Linked DNA regions of Mus musculus: region 1 is linked to region 2. A link is a contact called in public promoter capture Hi-C data. All regions are on one chromosome and are shown on one strand. Each heading gives the region's core, a stretch centred on a gene start, on an enhancer-like site or on the middle of the called end of the contact. The rest is flanking DNA. Distances are from core to core; before and after follow the strand shown. Region 1 holds the start of Mkrn2 (makorin, ring finger protein, 2). Region 2 holds the start of Atg7 (autophagy related 7).

Region 1 (5,321 bases), core at 2,749-5,248, 960 kb after region 2:
GCATTGTCTTAGTTGCGGTTTTACTGGTATAAACAGACACCATGACCAAGACAACTCTTATAAAGGACAACATTTAGTTGGAGTTGGCTTACAGGTTCAGAGGTTCAGTCCATTATCATCAAGGTGGAAGCATGGCAGCATCCAGGTAGGCATGGTGCAGGAGGACCTGAGAATTCTACATCTTCACCTGAAGGCTGCTAGCAGAATACTGGCTTCCAAGCAGCCAGGATGAGGGTCTTAAAGCACACACCCACCGTGACACACCTCAACAGGACCACACCTTCTAATAGTGCCACTCTCTGGGCCAAGCATATACAAACCATCACATTCCACTCCCTGGCCCCCACTGGCTTGTTCAAACATATGAGCCTATGGAGGACCATACCTAAACATAGCATAATTCAAATACATTTAATCCCACTTCAAAGGTCCCCACAGTCTATAGCAGTCTCAATAATGTTAAAAGTCCAAAGTTCAGAGTCTCTTCTGAGATTCATCCAATCACTTAACTGTCATCTTCAAAGCAAGACTGGAAACCAACTGGGCAAACTCCAAACTGCATCTCCATGGCTGGTGTCAAAGCAGTCTTTGTATCTCCAACACCTTTTTCATCTTTGTTGACAGTAACAAACTTTCTCCTAGTCTGGTTCCACTGCTTTTTAGCAGCTTTCCTCAGCAGATCGACCACAGCTCTGGCATATCAAATATCTTGAGGCAACACGTCAATGTTACAGCTTCTGTTTCAATGCCTGGGATCCACACATGATCTTCTTTGCTCCTCCAAAGGGCTCCAATTGGCACTTTCACCAATGGCCTTCCATGGCCTCTCACAGTGTCAAGCATCAGCTGCTCTTCATGACCCCTTCATGCCTTCAAAACCAGTACCCCCTGGGTGACTCTTACACATTACCAAGTCCAGCTGCAGCATGAGGTACAACCTTGGCTATCTCTGGAACACAGCTTCTTTGTGCTCTCAGAAGACACTTCCCAGAAGATTTCACCTCAGTGATGCTGGCCTCTTCTAAATCACCACTAATTTCTTAGCTCCAGATAACCAGCATCAATTTTCCCAGTAGTCCCTTTAATTCTGGACTCTAAAGCCAGAGCCATGTGGCCAAAGCTGCCAAGTTCTGCTGCTTGCTGGGGCTGGAACATGGCCCCATGTTCTATTACATTATCACTAACTAGCTTTCTGTTTTCTAACTCCTTCACTACCTAACCTTGGCTATCCTGGAACTTGCTCTGTAGACTGACTTTGAACTCAGAGATCTGCATGCTTGTCTCCTAAACACTGGGATTAAAGGTGTGGGCCACCAAACCTGGATTTAAGTTTTTCTTCACCTGCCGGGCGGTGGTGGCACACGCCTTTAATCCCAGCACTTGGGAGGCAGAGGCAAGTGGATTTCCAAGTTCAAGGCCAGCCTGGTCTACAGAGTGAGTTCCAGGACAGCCAGGGCTACACAGAGAAACCCTGTCTCGAAAAACTCCCCCTAAAAAGAAAAAAAAAAGGTTTTTCTCTACCTAGAACTTGCTCTGTTCTAGGCTGGCCTTGAACTCAGAGATCTGCTTGTCTTTGCCTCCTGGGATTAAAGGCTTCTGCTACTGGATCTAAATTTAGCTGGGTGGGATCTTGCCACAAAGTCACCACCCCCTAAATTCAATTTAATATCCTTCAGCTCCATTTCACTTCCTGGTGCCCCTTTAATACTCAAACCATATATTTTTATATTTTTCCATTATCAGCTGGCTGCACTTGTTTAAAATGCTCTTCATGAGGCTTAACCAGAAAACAAAGTCTATGATGGGCTTTTCTGAGGCTTCCTTTGTCAATGCAATCAATCTGTGTCTCTTCACTTTAGCCTCAGGCAGACTCTTCAGACAAGAGCATATTCTTCACCAAAAATACCACAAAAACAGTCTCTAGCCCACAAACTGAAATTCTCCCCTGAAACCTCTTGGGCCAGGTCAGCACAATTCAAATCACTCTCAGTAACAAAGTCTTCCGTATTCCTGCTAGGATAACCCACTAATCCCTTTTTAAAGCATTCCACTGCTTTCCAAATCCAAAGTCCCCAAATCTATATTCTTCCAAACAAAAGCATGGTCAGGCCTAGCACAGGGTTTTACTGCTGTGAATAGACACCATGACCAATACAAGTTTTATAAAGGACAACATTTAATTGGGGCTGGCTTACAGGTTCAGAAGTTCAGTCCATTATCATCAAGGCAGGAACATGGCAGCATCCAGGCAGGCATGGTGCAGGTAGAGCTGAGAGTTCTACATCTTTGTCTTTTTTTTTTTTTTTTTTTTTGAGACAGGGTTTCTCTGTATAGCCCTGGCTGTCCTGGAACTCACTTTGTAGACCAGGCTAGCCTCGAACTCAGAAATCCACCTGCCTCTGCCTCCTGAGTGCTGGGATTAAAGGCGTGAGCCACCACGCCCGGCTCTGCATCTTTGTCTTAAGGCTGCTAGTGGGAGACTCACTTCCAGGCAGCTAGGATGAGGATCTTAATGCCCACACTCACACTAACACACCTACTCTAACAGGGCCACACCTTCAAATAGTGCCATTCTCTGGGCAAGCACATACAAACCATCACAGGCATGCACTACCACAATTGGCCGTGGGCACAGTCTTCTGCAGATCTTTTGTAGGTAGCCACAGCTACTGAGTGTTCCTAAGTCTAAAGCTATGTCATGTCGGGAGACAGCATTCCATGGCACTCTCCCAACCCTCCAGCTTTTACATTCTTTCTCCCCCTTCCATGATATTCTCAGAGCCTTGCTAGCAAGGTCAGGGTATTGGCACACATGTTCTATTTAGAGCTGAGCATTCAGAAGTCCTTACCTGTTTTTACAGTGTACCACCTCTATAAAATGAAAAGAATACCCATAATGTTTCCAGAGTACTATGCTGTTCATTTTTTCTTCTTCTTCTTTTTTAAATTTATTTATTATATGTAAGTACACTGTTGCTGTTTTCAGACACACCAGAAGAGGGCACCAGATCTCATGATCTCATTTCGGCTGGTTGTGAGCCACCATGTGGTTGCTGGGATTTGAACTCAGGATCTTCAGAAGAGCAGTCAGTGCTCTTAACCGTTGAGCCATCTCTCCAGCCCCCTGCTGTTCATTTCTATACAATGCCAACTCAACACAATAAACCAGGAGACACTTTTTCAAAGCTGATAACACAACTGTAGTTTGCAAAAATCCAAATTATATATATGTACATACTGCTTCAGTGTCTGCCTCCAGATTCCTGCCTTGAGTTATGTACGTATGTATGTATGTATGCATGTATGTATGTATGTATGTATGTACACAAAAAGATCAGTACGGGGAGAGGATATTTGGTGTGGATATAATCAAATACATTGTACACATGTATGAAATTATCCAAAAATAAATAAATAAATAAAAATTCTTACTAGAGGATGGCTCAGTGGTTAGGAGCACTGGCTGTTTAGTTGGGGACCAGGGTTCAGTTCCCAGCACCGACATGGTAACTCACAATCGTCTGCAACTCCAGTTTCAGGTGATCTAACTCCCTCTTCTGGCTTGCACCAGCACTGCATTCCACTTGGTGTACAGCCACACATGCAGGCAAAAACACTCATATCATAAAATAAAGATAAATAGTAAAATTACTTTTATCATCATTAACATCATCAATCATCATCATCATCATCTTAAAAGACTGCCTTGAGAGATGGGGGCCGAACCCTAGAAGTAAGGGCCTCGCAGATGATTGGTAAATTCAGTATACTAGACATGCTCAGACCCTTAGCCTCAGAAAGTTGGGATCCGGACTACTAAGGAGTAGGGACCTTCCGGCTCCAGGCCCTGGCGGAACCCATTGTGATGGTGGTTAGGTTTCCGGGCGGCACCTTAGAAGTAGCGCACGAACGAGGGTGGCGCGCGCAGGAGTGACGCGACTCCGCGGGGGGCGGGGCGGGGCGGGGAAGGGCGGGGCGGGGCCGGGCTGGGCCACGGCGCTGGCGGCTCTGAGGTTTCAGTGCGACTCCAGCCCGTGGCCCCGCCGCCATGAGCACCAAGCAGGTCACCTGCAGGTGAGTGCGCGGCCCCTCTGGGCCTTGGGCGCTGCGGGGCAGCCAGGGAGGGAGGCGAGGGGCCGAGGCGGGCGGTGGCGGGGGGCGGACAGCGCGGATAACGCGCAGGAAGGCCGCATAGAGGCTAGAGCGGCAAGAGCTGCTGCAACCGCGACTTGCAGAGAGTGAGCGAGGGCGATTGCGGGGAAACACGGGCAGGTCGCATTTCTTATCCAGCATCACCACTGAGCCTCCGAAGAGTCCCATTTCGAGATGCAGGAAACCGAGGCCACCAGAGGTAAAGCGACACCCATTTAGGAACAGAAAGGCGGCTTGTTAGACGAAGTGGAAAGCAGAAAACTATTCCGTGACTACTATTTTGAAACAAAAATAGTTGGGTTGAGTAGCAACGTACTAACTTGGTGACGAGCTTGTGGCTGTCATTGGGGTCTAGTCCTGTGAGTTTGCATGCTCAGGAGGTGCAGCTTGGGAAGTAAGGCTTGTGAGAATCCCGACTGTGGAAACCCAAATTTCAAAAGGCTCCAAAATCCAATACTCTTAAGATACCTAAATAGAAGGCGGGCGGTGGTGGCGCACGCCTTTAATCCCAGCACTGGGAGGCAGAGGCAGGTGGATCTCAGTTAGTTGAAGCCAGCCTGGTCTATAGAGGGAGTCCAGGACAGCAAAGGCTACACAGAGAACTTTTTCAGGGTATGTGTATAAGCATATGTGAAATGATGAATTCTGTGTTTAGACTCTTGTACTATCCCCAAGACCTTATGTACATGAAAATACTGTAAAGTACAAAAAAAATTAAAGACTCTCCTGAGCCCAAGCTTTTTGGATTAAAGGAGCCTCGGCTTATACAGACTTTAGTTGGTTTCAGTAAATTAAGAAATTGAGATGTAGTTTGGATATGTGGTAAGCATTTAATGACCTTGTTATTTCTCATTAGTGCAGACTCCTAGAACTAATACCTTTATGAAGAGTTCTGTTCGACTTAAGATATTAAGGGTTGAACCATGTACCAAGGTCCCAGGTGGTTTATGTTAAGTAGTAATCAGAAAACTGCAGTTTGTGTATGTCTGTGTGTGTCTGTGTGTATGCATATGCTAGTTTTGTGTTAACTTGACAAAGTTGACATGAGACATCATCATTTGGGAAGAGGGAACCTCTTGGTTGATAACTGATGTGGGAGGACCCAGCTCACTGTGGGTGGTGCCACCTCTGGGCTAGTGGTCCTGGGTGCAGTAAGAAAGGCTGAGCAA
Region 2 (5,112 bases), core at 399-2,898:
ATTTGCCTTTTTTTTTCTGGTCTTGTGTGTTACTCCTTAAGCAGAGAAAACTTATCAGAAGCAGGAATTCACACCTTCCATCTTGCTCTCTGTGATGTTTGGGGCAAGATGATGACTTGGGTGCAAAATTGTTGATCAGCTGTGATTGGTAGCCAGTTGTGGTCCTGGAGACATTTACCCACCTGTAGTTCAGGGTGGTCTTCCATTCCAGTAGTTATTCCTTGTTCCCCAACTTCATGCCTTCTTCCTAACGCTCATTTTGTGGGGTTTTTTTTCTTATTTTTCAGAGTCTAAGATTATTTCCTGTCACTCTGACTCCAAAGTGTCTGTCTCTCTCTCTCTCTGTCTGTCTCTCTTTCTTTTTTCCAGGAACCACTTTCCATTTGTTTACTCTGCCCCCCCCCCCGTATAAGCTATAAGGCACACACACACACACACACACACACACACACACACACACACACACACCACCTTGTAATTTATCCATTAGAAATAGGAAACCCTTAATGTAAAAAAAAATCAATAAATAGTCCAAGATATTATGATGAATCCCTAGAGGCACTCCAAAGGCACTGTGTGCCAGGAAAGGTGTCCGTGGACTGCCATCTCAGCAATGGTGATGCGGTATCAGGATGCTTGCCTTGAGCTCTGATCATCCTGGACTATAGAACTAAATCAAGTCAAGTACACTCTTGTCGCTAAGGAAGTCACTCATGTGCAAGACTCCCCAGGCTAGAGCATTTCATTATGTTCATTATCCTGTCAAAAAAAAAAATGTTTTCCCAGTAGTAAGTTTTTTGTTCGTTTTATTTGTTTGTTTGTTTTGTTTGAGATAGTGTAGCCCTGGCTGTCCCAGAACTCACTACTCACAGATCCACCTACCTCTGCCTCCCAAATGCTGGATTTTTTGTTTTGTTTTGTTTTGTTTTGTTTTTCGAGACAGGGTTTCTCTGTATAACTCTGGCTGTCCTGGAACTCACTTTGTAGACCAGGCTGGCCTTGAACTCAGAAATCTGCCTGCCTCTGCCTCCTGAGGGCTGGGATTAAAATCTTGTGCCACCACGCCCAGCCCAAATGCTGGAATTTAAGACATATCCCACACCGTCTGGCCCATATTAGGTTCTTAAGAAGTGATTTTATAGTCACTGAAGTTGCTGGCTGCAGTAGCTTGGTGGATATTTTAGATTCTATTTGGTTTTCCAGAGTTATATTTGGTTGGGCAAGCTTTTAATCCCAGCACTGGGGCAAAGCAAAGGTAAGCAATCTCTGTTAGTTCGAGACTAGACTGATGTATATGTATACAGGTCCAGAACAGCCATGGCTATGTAGTGTAAATATGAGGAGGACATAACCTTTTTAAAAAATTAAAAATGCAAAAAATAAAAATAAACCTTGTTTCAACACCTGTACTCTAGTACTACCCTGGGAATTTGATAATAATTCCGTAGTACTGTAGAGTCACTCGCAGGAAAATGTAATCTTCCTTACAAGCCCCAAAAGGCTTACAGGTTAGCCTTAGTTTCGCCCCGTTATTGCGGTTGTGGGGACCCTTTTTGTCGTTGTTGTTGTAGTGCGCATGCGCGCCGCGCTTCCGCGTTTGTGTGGGCTGGGTTATTACGTCATTGGGCCGCGCGGCGCGGCTGGGGCTGTGGTTGCCGGAAGTTGAGCGGCGGTAAGTAAGCCGTGGTTGCGGAGCAGCTGCCGGGGCTGGCGGGGTTCACTTAGGAAAGCTGAAGCCAGTTTTGGGCTGGTCTGGAATATTCTTCACCTGTCTATACTCGGTCCCCTCGTACTCCGGCAGAGAGTGTTGCGATCTCCGGGTCGGGAGGCGCCTCTGGTTGCTCATTCTGTGAAGTGCTGCCTTTGGCGTGTGTGGACCGGCCACGGAGTAAGCTTGTGTCCCCGGACTGTGAAGGGACTTGATCTTGTTACTTATGAGGAGGACATAATTAAATCTTTTCTACTAGAGGTTCTGCATCCCCTTAAAGGACCCAGAGATTACAAATTAGTACTTTATAGGAAATCAGCCTGGTGAGGCAAATGCACTTGTCAGAAAGTTTCTGAGCCAGGCATGGTCGCGGAGAGAGGTGACCCCAGCCGCAGGGAACCTGAGCCAAGAGAACTGCTATTTAGAACCAGCCTAGGCAATCGGACACAAACCCTTTTGCAAACTGGAAAACGGGTGTGGGATGTAGTTAAGTCCCAGAGCGGTTCTTCAGCGTTCCAGGGTCCTGGGTTCAATTACCAGCACATGCCAAATTGAATTTGAGATGAGACCGAATCAACCTGCGTCTGCAATTTTATTTAATTCTTTAAAATTATTTGTAACTTTGAGTGCGTGTATGCGTGTGTGGTCTCATGCCTCCAGAGACAAGACATGGCGGACCCCAGCAGAAGTGGAGCTCCAGGCAAGCTGTGCCTGATATGGGTGCTGGAAACCCTACCCAGGTCTTTGTAAGCACTGAGTCGAGTCAGCTTTCCAGTATAAATTAATTTATTTTTTTAAGACTGAATGCCATGCACCCCATGCTGTCTTTGAACACTCAGTGAAGCAGAGGCCGGCCTTTGAGTTTTTATATTTCTACTTCCACCTCCTTGAGTCCTGGGATTACAGGTGTGTACCACTACGCCTGTTTTTCTGATGTGTTCCTGCATGCTGGGCATCATAATATCATGGACTATTTATTGATTTTTTTTTTTTTTTTACATCCAGGGTTTCCTATTTCTAATGGATAAATTACAAGACGGTGTGTGTGTGTGTGTGTGTGTGTGTGTGTGTGTGTGTGTGTGTGCCTTATAGCTTATACAGGGGGGAAACAGGGGTAAACAAATGGAAAGTGGTTCCTGGGGAAAAAAAAAGAGACTTTGGAGTCATATTGACAGCAAATACTCTATCATCACCTCAGAGCTTCACTCCCATATCAGGCATCCTATTTATAAATCCTGGTCACAAATGTGCTTTCCCTTTCAAACGTGCTAATTTGGTGGCTTTTTATGTTGGTTTGACTTTGTCTTTCTTTTTTTAAAACCCATGTAACTGGTAAACAGACCTGTCTGCCTTGTAGACTTGAGGGCTCTGCCTCGGGCTTTTCCTTTCCCATAGACTGTTTATTTGTTTATTTTTTATTTTATTTTATTTTATTTATTTTTTTTTTTTGGCCTTGGTTTGTGAAAGCTCATGACTTCCTGTTGCTTCCAGCTTGCCTCCACCCAGTTCTTACTCAAAAAAGTCATGTGAGGAGTTAAGGACTGTGGCTTGCAGTCACAGCCCATTGCCCAATTAGAGTCATACTTGCTTTTAGTTGCCCCATGTGTATCTTTGAAAACTGCTAGACTGCCTTCCTCTCTCCTCTGTAGCTAAATGCACTTAGTTCTTTATAGTCAGTTCTACTGTGATACAAGACTTTTATATTATTAAATCCTAACATACAAAGCAGTGTCTGGTATATATGTTTAACAAATATGCATAGATATACCAAGTAAATGGCATACTTGAATACCAAATAAAAGACACATGCGAATGCCTATTATGTACCAGGCTTTATTTGTAAGTTAAGTGTCAGTGAATTGTACACTTTAAATGAGGTGGTAGTGATTATCTTTTTTTTTTTTTTTTTTTTTGTTTTTGTTTTTCAAGACAGGGTTTTCTGTGTAGCCCTGGCTGTCCTAGAACTCACTCTGTAGACCAGGTTGGCCTCGAATTCAGAAATCCGCCTGCCTCTGCCTCCGGAGTGCTGGGATTAAAGGCGTGCACCACCACACCCGGCTGGTAGTGATTATCTTAATCTCAGCACTTGAGAGGCTGAGGCAGAGAAAGCAGAGAAAGAAGGATTAAGAGTTCCACATGCTAGGTGTGGTGGTGCACACCTTTAATCCCAGCACTCTGGTGGATCTCCGAGTTCAAGGCCAGCCTCATCTACAGAATAAATTACAGGGGTAGCCAGTGCTATTCAGAGAGACCTTGTCTTTAAAAACCAAGAGATCAATCTTCTGATAGGCATAATTGTACAATCGTTTCATCTCAGTACCTTAGGAACTGGAGACCATCCTGATCTTCACAGTGGGGCTTTGTCTAAACAAATAAAAAAGTTGAGGCCTGGAGCAATGTTTCAGTGGCTTACCCATGCCATGCAAACACAAGGATCAGCGACCCAGAATCCTCATAAGTACCAGGTGGGCTTGATGACCTGTCTGTAATTTCAGCCTTGGAGGGTAGAGGCTGGCTGTGCAGAGCAAGCTGGCTAGCTAGACTAATGATATGGAATATTGATGAGTCCTGGGTCTGATTGAGAGACTGCTTCAATGGAACAAGGTGGAATGTGATGGAGGATGACTCCCAACTTCAACCTGGGCCTCCACAAGAATGTGCACATATGTGCACCCCTGTGCACATGTGCCCTCCCATAATGCAAACACGCATATACATACATGGACAACACAACCACATGAAAATGGACAAGGAACAAAGCCATCTTCAGCTGCATGCCTTGGTCAAGGCCAGCTTGGGCTACATGAAGCCCAGTCTCCAGAAATGAATGAATTAGTGACAGAATACTTCTAAGGAGTGGGAGGTGCTTCAAGTCCTGGGTGGTTGTATAAAATTCCAGGTAACAGGATGGAGAGCAACCAGGAGCCATTTGGTTTCTGTTTGGATTTGAGGATACTATTTGAGAATGTGTTGAACAAGAATAAACTCTGAGGACATAGTATTTGAGCCAAACCCAAACAATGAAAGCTATCTTCACCCCAGCTTTGTCCCCCAGTTTTCTTACACTGCTTACAGTTGTCTTGCATAGAGCTCTGCCCTCATCTGCCTGGAACATCTGTCTTCAGATTTATGTGGCCAACTTCTGTGTGATTTTTGGAACCTTTTAAAGAGTAGAGGATAGGACTTTATTACAAAACCACAGGATCAAGGTTCATTTTCTGAAGGCCAATATAGTGGCACATACCTTTAGTCCCAGCATTCTGGCAGAGGCAAGTAGATCTCTAAGTTCAAGGCCAGTTTGGTCTACAGAGTTACAGGACAGCCTGAGTTACACAGAGAAATGCTTTTGTGGGCAGGGAATTCAGGGGAATCCTTTTCTGTCCTTAGCGTGTCTCTCTCTCTCT

Evidence for each region. Promoter capture Hi-C pulls out the DNA fragments that hold promoters and counts their contacts.
Region 1: a promoter capture Hi-C map of pre-B cells shows a contact between it and region 2, with 7 times the contacts expected there. The contact joins the promoter of Mkrn2 here to the promoter of Atg7 in region 2. A contact is called at or near these places in 1 of 39 promoter capture datasets (pre-B cells) and 1 of 115 datasets of contacts at active chromatin or transcription factors (astrocytes).

What each region holds. Positions count from the first base shown.
Region 1 is chr6:115,597,940-115,603,260 of GRCm38.p6, forward strand. Mkrn2 (makorin, ring finger protein, 2) reads left to right here and starts at 3,999. Exons shown (of 8, transcript NM_023290.3): 1 at 3,999-4,074. The coding sequence starts at 4,049.
Region 2 is chr6:114,641,479-114,646,590 of GRCm38.p6, forward strand. It overlaps Atg7 (autophagy related 7), which reads left to right and starts at 1,649. Exons shown (of 19, transcript NM_028835.5): 1 at 1,649-1,672.